3 separate regions of the Rattus norvegicus genome follow, and all the other regions are linked to region 1. The links are chromatin contacts, called in public Hi-C maps. All regions are on one chromosome and are shown on one strand. The core of a region is the stretch at or near the end of the contact, and the rest is flanking DNA. Distances in the headings are between cores, read along the strand shown.

Region 1 (2,586 bases), core at 47-2,546:
TAAACAAAATGTTCCAGAAAAAGCAAATAGTATAAAACAGCTTTCTATTTTCTGCCAGACCATGTGTTCAAAAAAAAAAAAAATCTTGTTCTTCCCTGAATTATATTTTAAAGGGGTTAAGCAATCATTCAGATAATCGGACTTCATTGCTTTGAAATTTTATCAAAGTGTCCTCAATCCTTGAGCTGATATCCAGGTCCATTTTGCCAATCGGATAAAGCCTCTTAGATCCTTTTCCTAGAGGCACGAGCGGTTAACTTGATCTTATTGTGCTGCGAAAGAGTCTGTGCTACGCCTCATTTTTCATAAGTGCGATTTGTTTTGTTAGGAAGACTCCAGAGAGACTCCTTGTTAGAAACGATTTTGGCTGCCAAGGGCACATTGGTACTAGAACCTTCTTTGCTTTAGGCTGAATGAAGGTTTTAGAAATGTTCCAAGTTTAACCATAGAGGAAACAGACAGACAAACCGGATGCAGGGGGAATTAGCATATGGAGGAATAAAGACTTTATTTCTCAGGAGGAGATTTGGAATGGCTTTAAAAACAGGAGGGAAGGGAAGCTAGGCTTGGCAGTGCATACCTTTAATCCCAGCATTCAAGGGTAGAGGCAGAGGCAGGGGGATCTCTGAGTGTTCTCATCTACGTAACAAATTCCAGGTCAGCCAGAGCTGGGAAGTGAAGTCTTTACATAAAACAAATGGGGGGTGTGTGGAAAAATATAAGAGGAAACTATCAACAAAGACCAGCCCTAAGAAAAGCCCTTATTTGGAAGAACTGCTTTCATTCACCTTAAAATTCTTATTCTTCCCCTCCCCCTTTCCTTATTCCCCCTTCTCTCCCTCTCTCCCCTTCCTTAGAAGGCAAAGGGTTTGAAGACGACTGTGTGCTTTTATTTTACCTTTACCAGTCATCCCAAGTGCCCACTTACATCCAGACCAACACACACAGCCTTTGCCAGGAAAGAGCACTAGGTGGTGCCCATTGACTTTGCAGTGGAAAGGGGATTCCCCAGGGGAGCCACTCTGGGGAAGCTCCTCAGGCCCCAGCCTCCTCCTCAGTCCGTCGGGATAAAGTCCTCCTCTAAGAGGTGGCCAGGAGAATGGTGCCCTGTTTTCTTTTCTCACTTCCTTAAGGCAGGCCGGACTGGACTTCTCCTTTTTCGGATGCAGCTTTAGTCTGAAATTTCAGAGAGTGTGTGTTTGCAAATGTGGGGGTGGGAGGGAGAGAGGCCTCCAACACCCCCTTTTGGAATGAAAGCTAAGAGGAATAAAGGCTGTGCCCTGCCATCTGTGTGTATAAACGTCACAGCCCAAATCTCTTGCCAAGACTGCCCTCCTGCCAGATCATCTGGGCATCGCACTGCACATGCTCGCTTTATTTTTCTGCTTTGCCTATAATAAAGCTGTAAAAAGAAAATAGCAGAACAGAATAGAGGTGACTCTTAAATTTCACTTTGCCTCTTCACAACAATAATTCCCTGTCAAATTAAATCCAGTTAATTTGAAGATTTCGCATGCTGGCGTTGATTCCCAAACCTACTCCTTGAAGGGGTAGCTTTCTACTGCTGGGCTTATTCCTTAAAAAAAATCGTATTAGGCATGCTGCACAGCTCGGTGCTTTGTGTTCAAGGAGAGCAGGTAATGGCCCAGAGGATGTGTTTGCTTTTTCTCTCTGTTTCACCCACTCAAGGGGTGTCAGGTCTGTTTTAAAATGTAAAACCACTGGAAGTTTTGGGTTTTTTGTTCGTTTGTCTTTTTGTTTTGTAAAGATCTGTAGCAACTGGCATAATCATGCTAATTGTCACAAAAATGGAAAGAACAGACAATTCATGTTTTTAGTAGAAATATGTAAAATATTCATTTTTCTCTGACTCCTGTCACAAGTTGTGCTGAGTGGAGCCAAGCCCTCCCTCTGTGTGATTTTGTTTTGTCTTAAAGAAGGCAAAACAAATGGTTGTCTGGACATCCAGCCAGACTCATCTAACAAAACCTGAGTTCTGCAACAGTGAGGGGAGAATGAGACATAGTTTCAAGAAGTTAAACTAAGGGCAGAGCTTTATGAAGCCAGGAGAACCGCTTCTGAGCTCTTGCTGCTGGGTCATATGTCCTGGTATGTGGCAGCTGACTGCTCATTAATTCTATTTATATCAGTGTGAGAATCCACCCCACTGAGTATGCATGTGTTAAAATATTCATAAATTATGTTTATTTGGAACAAATATTCATTAAATGCCAAAATAAGACCATTATTTAACCACAAAACTAGTCGACTACCAAATAAGCGTGGTTTTTTCACTGCCAATATGGGCAGTCTGCTTTCTGACCTGACTTCCCTGTCCCACCCAGTATTTCCCTGAGAAGGTTCACCTTTTGTTTTTCCAGTTCTGCAAAGAAAATAATTTCACCGAAAGGAGTACATTTGGGAGACAAAGGATGTTCTGCTACTGCAGAGCCATGATAAACGTGACTAGAGCAAATGAGAAGTACACTTTAGCGCTCTAAAATCCAAGAACATATTCACGAATTCGTGGAGACTTGGACCGAATTGATGGTGTTTCATGAAAATGTACATCAAGTGAAACAGACC
Region 2 (2,586 bases), core at 56-2,555, 930 kb after region 1:
CTGAAGTGTGCATAAGGCAGCTTGTTGCCTTTTACAGCTGAACATACAACTGGGCAACATTATTTCCAAACTTAAATAAAAGCTATAAAGGAAGCAACTAATGTTGTTTTATATTTTTTTTTTACCCTCACAAACTTTCTCCCTAGAGTAAGAGTCCAGGAAGCAATAGTTACATGTTAGTTTTTTTTTTTAAACAGACTCAAAAGCAAAACACACATGAAAATCTGGGGGATGGGGCTGCTTTCAAATTGATTGCCTTGACTGTCTGTGATAAATTCAGCTATTTCAATTTTTCTGTTTTATTCCAGGCAAGTTTCTTTTCTAAGATTTGGAAATGGGGAGAAGGAAATGATTTCCAAAGAACTGCCACTTTCATCCTCTGAAAGACAGAGGTGTGAAGAGTTTGGGAGAATCCTGACATTTGCCTGAACTGAGAGAAGAAAGAAAAAAATGTGTCCTCCAGTAACTTTCTTTCCCAAAAGGGGCTTTGAGGGCCAAGACACAAATTATGCAAGGCAGCCTTTTTGTAGACCCTTTTCTTTTAAGAAGCCACCTCAGCCGGCCCGTCATTGTCTCAGTTTACTTTCAAGGCATTTCCATTCAAATAGGAATATTGGGGAAATTAGGATTGCATTTTTAAACTGAGTAGCTCTGTGTTTAGTATCTAAGTGGTAAAGAACTTAGCTAAGAAAAAAAATCTGCAAACTTATTATCTTGCATAAAAACCCATGCAAATTAAAATTACTTTTAAAAGAGGAATGTTTTTCCAACCAAAACTCCACTACACCAGGACATTCCTTATCTAAAAATGCTACCTACTTCTAATGATATTAAAGATGTGCATAATCGATAATAACGCTAAAGTTCCCAGCTGCTCATTTTAATTAAACGTAGCTTTAAACTTTTGGTCCCTAAATGCTTAAATTACAGCACTGGATATGTAGCATTTCCCCCTCCTCTTTCTTTCCTTTTAAAACAGGTGATTCCTCGGGCTTGTATTTTTATTTATATAGCTGTTGGCTAGGAATCTATAGACTACTTGATCACTTGAATTAATAACCCACGAGTAACATGCATAAGGCTACAAATGCATTAAGTAAACCTGTCGATTTAGGCCGCGGCTTTAGGAACCTCATTCAAAAAGAGAGAAAGGAAAGAGGAAACTTAGCAACAGTGTCTTTCAGCCACGTTTCAATTTAATCTCACATTTGAGTTCCACAATTGTTTTTAATACGTACCCTTTGCGCCATCGGCCTCTCTGCCTCCCTTCCTTCTTCAACTTCTAATATATCCTCTTTAAGGCCAGTGTGAAAAGAAACAAATATGCAAACTCCCTCGGAAAAAAAAATAAAGCACAACAGTAACAAAAAAATCCCTTTGCGTCTCCAGCAGTGTGAATTACTGGTCCCAGATCTTCGGTCTACCGGACCTGAAGCAAGGCGCCCGCGTCGCTGAGCATAAAAGCGCTCTGGTTCCACCAAGACAGCAGTGGGAGGGAAAAAAAAGCAGATCTTCTCTTCCCCCCCAAAAAAATCAGTTAAAAAAAAAGAAAGAAAAGAAAAGAAAAAGAAAAAAAAGAGCGCCCCTCAGAACCAACTACCAAATCTCATGGCTTTCTGCCACTCCAGCTGTCAATCACAGGCGAGGTTGTCAACGTGGTGAATGAATGATCATCCGTTCTGTCTTCTTCTGGTCAGAACACCTCAAATGTTAATATTCAAATGCACAAAGCCCTAGCGCCCGCTTTCCTTGAATCAGTCCTAATTCCCAATCAGTTTCTCTCTTCTCTCGCTCTCTTTCTCTTTCTCTCTCCCTCTTTGCAACTGCTGCACTGAAGGGAGATTAGAGAGGAGGGTTAAAAAAATGTCTGTCTGAGTTTGTCTTAAAGGAGCCACGATCGATGCTGCCCGCTTGCAGTCGCCGTGCGTGTGTAAAGTGTGTGTTGCACAGGCGGAGAGGTGGATTCCGACCAGAATGCTAGAACCCGGAAGTAGTGGTGGCCATAACAGGTCGCGTCTTACACAATGCATTGGGCTGCAGCAAGTAGGCTCCTCGGCAGGGGTGGGTGCGCGAAGCGAGCTCTGGCCGCACTGGAGAGGCAGAAAGGCGCTCCATGAATTCGCACGCCCAGGCACTAACACCACACACCCAAGGCACATGCACACAAATGCAGGCTGCAGCTCCCGACCCGCCGACTTTAGGTCCCCTTCCAGCCTCTCTTCCCAAAGCGGACTCTTGAAATAAATCGGGAATAAACGTAGGGCAGGCAGATGCCGGAGTTAATTCGCTCAGTGCTCCGCTCATGAAAGACTTCAAGACTTTCCTCGAAATTATTGGGGTCTGCCAGTATTTTTCGGGGTGGGGGGTTGATGCCAAAAGTACTGGATTCTCTGCTAGACTCCCGGAGAAGAAAAGTCAAAGCCAGAGCAAGAAGAGGAGCTGGTGCTGGATTGGAAAAGGTTCAGCTCAGGAGTCCCGAGAACGTGGGGTAGCGGTCGCCCGGGCGTTCTGCAAACCCAGCTTAGAGGTTTTCTTTCCTTTTTTCTTTTGGTTTTGGGTTTTTTCTTTTTTTCTACCCCCACCCCG
Region 3 (2,586 bases), core at 53-2,552, 540 kb after region 1:
AACCCTCCTTTTGAGTTGGGAAAAGTGGAGCTACAGAAGGTAGAAGATGTGTCCTAATTAGGAGTGTGACTGGATTTGAATGTACGGGGACTCCGGGGCTATTGGTGAGGGCTGGGGAAAGTGTAGTATCCCAAACAGACTAGTTCAGGGTTTCGATCACTTCCTTTAAAGTATTCTGTGGGAATCAGGATTTCTAAACGTCCCACTCCATATTGTGTGTCAGAAGACAATTACCCCCATTAAATAGAGATTTCCTTTCAACTTCAGCTTCCTAGCATACGGCTTCATTTCCTCCAATGTCAAGGAAAGGGGGAGGAGAAATTTAAGTGGGCTGTATGTAGGTCCCTTTCTGAAACCATTTGCCCTTCTTTCTTACTGAGCTAGTTCAAGCCTTTACGAATGTCCATGCTTTAAATTCTAACAACAATGAATAAACTGTACATTGGAGGCCTCAACCAGCCCCTAAACGGTTACCAGACTACTGTATTGCTGATTAGCTGGAATATCATGCCCCTGCCTCTCAGAGTCCATCTGAAGCATTCGTATCTCTGAAGATGGCTTTTAGAAGACCATCAAGAAAGCAATGAGCTTTCAGGGCACAGTGTTTTGAAGGAAGCTATAAATGAAATAGGTCAAGGATGAGCCACGTAAGTGGCTGGGAAAAAAAAATCCCCTATTTAGTTTATACAAGTTTTCTTGCCTGTCTGTGAGTAGTCCATATAAGGAATAGTAACTTTTCAAGCCAGCAGCCTAGACATATTTCATGGTCTTATAATTCTCACAGTTACAGACATTCCAAGGTAGAGGGTCATTCAAACAGAACTGTAACTTCTTGTGTATGTTTATTTCCAAAGTATCTTATGCATAGTTTCCCAGTGAACTCATAGACGGAGGCTAGGGGACTGCTAACTGGGTAATTTTTTAAGCATGCCTAGAATCAAAGCTAGCAAAGAAAAACTCTGCTTATGAAGCCCAAGTGCCACAATCTTGGGGAGCTTTCTCTGGGAGGCTCACCTAAACTTTAGCGTTTACCTTGGAAATTATATTAGTGAAGGGAGAAGGGAAAACGTTGATGAAACTTAAAGATTTATCTGTGGCCACAAGGAGAACAGCATGCATGACAAACAGGGGGATATGACACCGTGACAGACACAAACAAGAACTGGCCAGGAAGTCAACCATCTGCATTCAGGTGTCTCCTCAAAATGCCATCCGCTAGCCAGCAACATAGCCACAGCCTTGTGGTTATCCTTATCTGTGAAGTAAAGTGAGCAGAACAAGATGACAACACATCCTTATGGGGCAGCTCAAAGTCAACATTTCACTGTCCTGGAAATGAAACCACATGGCATCTTGAGATGACTATTTGAAGACAGCCTAAAAGAAAACTATCATGGCTGATTGTTACTAACTCCATGATGATGTGAAGTGTGTCATCAAAAATATTTCCTTGCGAGCTGAAAGGTTTTAAAGACCAAAGGAAGAACAACAGTGTTAACCAACCAGAGCCCCCAATTCCCCCAGGGACTAAACCACCAACCAAAGAGTACATATGGAATGACCCATGCCTCCAGCCACATATGTAGCAGAGGACCGCCTTGTTAGGCACAAATGGGAGGTGAGGCCCTTGGTCCAGGGAAGACTCAATGCCCCAGTATAGAAGAATGCCAGGGTAGGGAGGCAGGTGAGGGAGCACTGTCATAGAAGCAGGGGGAGGGAGGATGGGATAGGAGGTTTCTAGAGGGGGAACCAGGAAGGAGGATAACATTTGCAAAGTAAATAAAGAAAATGTCCAATAAAAGGTAAAAAAAAAAAAAGTAAAGAAACTGAAAGAAACCAGACCAATTGGTGAACCCAAACCTTGTTAAATAGTCCCATACTGGTGCTCTCTTTCTGTCTTAACTGCACTTTTAAATATGTAAAATGAACAAAAATTCAAAACCAGAATCCCCCAGAGATATGTGACTCCTTTCCTCAAAGGCTGTCTCCTACCTCTGCTCACAACTCTTCCAATTGTCGACTGTATCTACTGGAGATGCTCCGAAGAGTTGAAGCAATTAGGCAGAGGAATGTGAAACAGAGGACATTTGTATGTTACAACCTGTACATGTATTTTTGGGTACCCATTGAGGTCGAATGGAAAGCAGCTGCTGTCATCTGTAAACCAGCTCAAGACATAGCATGGTGGTGATAAAAGAGACCTTACCCAAAGTCCCCTGCAATCCCATAACTGGGCCTCTCTGGTCAGAGACCTGGTCTTGAAATCCAGTCAGGTGCCATATTCCCGGTTCAGCCATGATCAGGCCAATTTTAGCATGAGCCATTCTGCAACCTTATAACCTCACAAGATCCAAGATAAAAACTCTTGGGCAGACCTGTGAGGGACCTGCTTTAGCTAAAAGCAAGGCTCCAGTGGAGCCTGGAGGCAACATAGCTTCCACATTCAATTAGCTGGGAGTTCATTTAGTAAACACAATTCCCTTTATTTGATGGACTCCTCGTGTTGCTTATGAGCTGTATGCTACTTAGGAGTATGAACTCACCAATTATTTACCTTGCATTATGAATCATTTATCTAGTCAATCT

Evidence for each region. Hi-C and Micro-C count contacts between places; a contact is called where the count stands out from the background.
Region 2: a contact with region 1 is called in a Hi-C map of the A7r5 cell line, with 7 times the contacts expected there. The contact joins the promoter of Meis1 here to the enhancer-like site in region 1. A contact is called at or near these places in 4 of 12 Hi-C or Micro-C datasets (the A7r5 cell line, the Rat2 cell line, Schwann cells and 1 more) and 1 of 1 datasets of contacts at active chromatin or transcription factors (oligodendrocytes).
Region 3: a Hi-C map of the A7r5 cell line shows a contact between it and region 1, with 4 times the contacts expected there. The contact joins two enhancer-like sites. A contact is called at or near these places in 2 of 12 Hi-C or Micro-C datasets (the A7r5 cell line and the Rat2 cell line).

What each region holds. Positions count from the first base shown.
Region 1 is chr14:96,559,640-96,562,225 of GRCr8, forward strand. No RefSeq gene overlaps it. Among named protein-coding and RNA genes, the nearest start is that of Etaa1, 45 kb to the left of the region's middle. Within about 2 kb of position 1,297, at least 13 of the 93 cell types and tissues checked have an H3K27ac peak or open chromatin away from gene starts, as enhancers often do. A contact at or near this core is called in the A7r5 cell line, where this site is marked.
Region 2 is chr14:97,493,778-97,496,363 of GRCr8, forward strand. Meis1 (Meis homeobox 1) reads right to left here and starts at 1,306. Exons shown (of 13, transcript NM_001134702.1): 1 at 1,239-1,306. The coding sequence starts at 1,250.
Region 3 is chr14:97,103,594-97,106,179 of GRCr8, forward strand. No RefSeq gene overlaps it. Among named protein-coding and RNA genes, the nearest start is that of Meis1, 390 kb to the right of the region's middle. Within about 2 kb of position 1,303, at least 8 of the 93 cell types and tissues checked have an H3K27ac peak or open chromatin away from gene starts, as enhancers often do. A contact at or near this core is called in the A7r5 cell line, where this site is marked.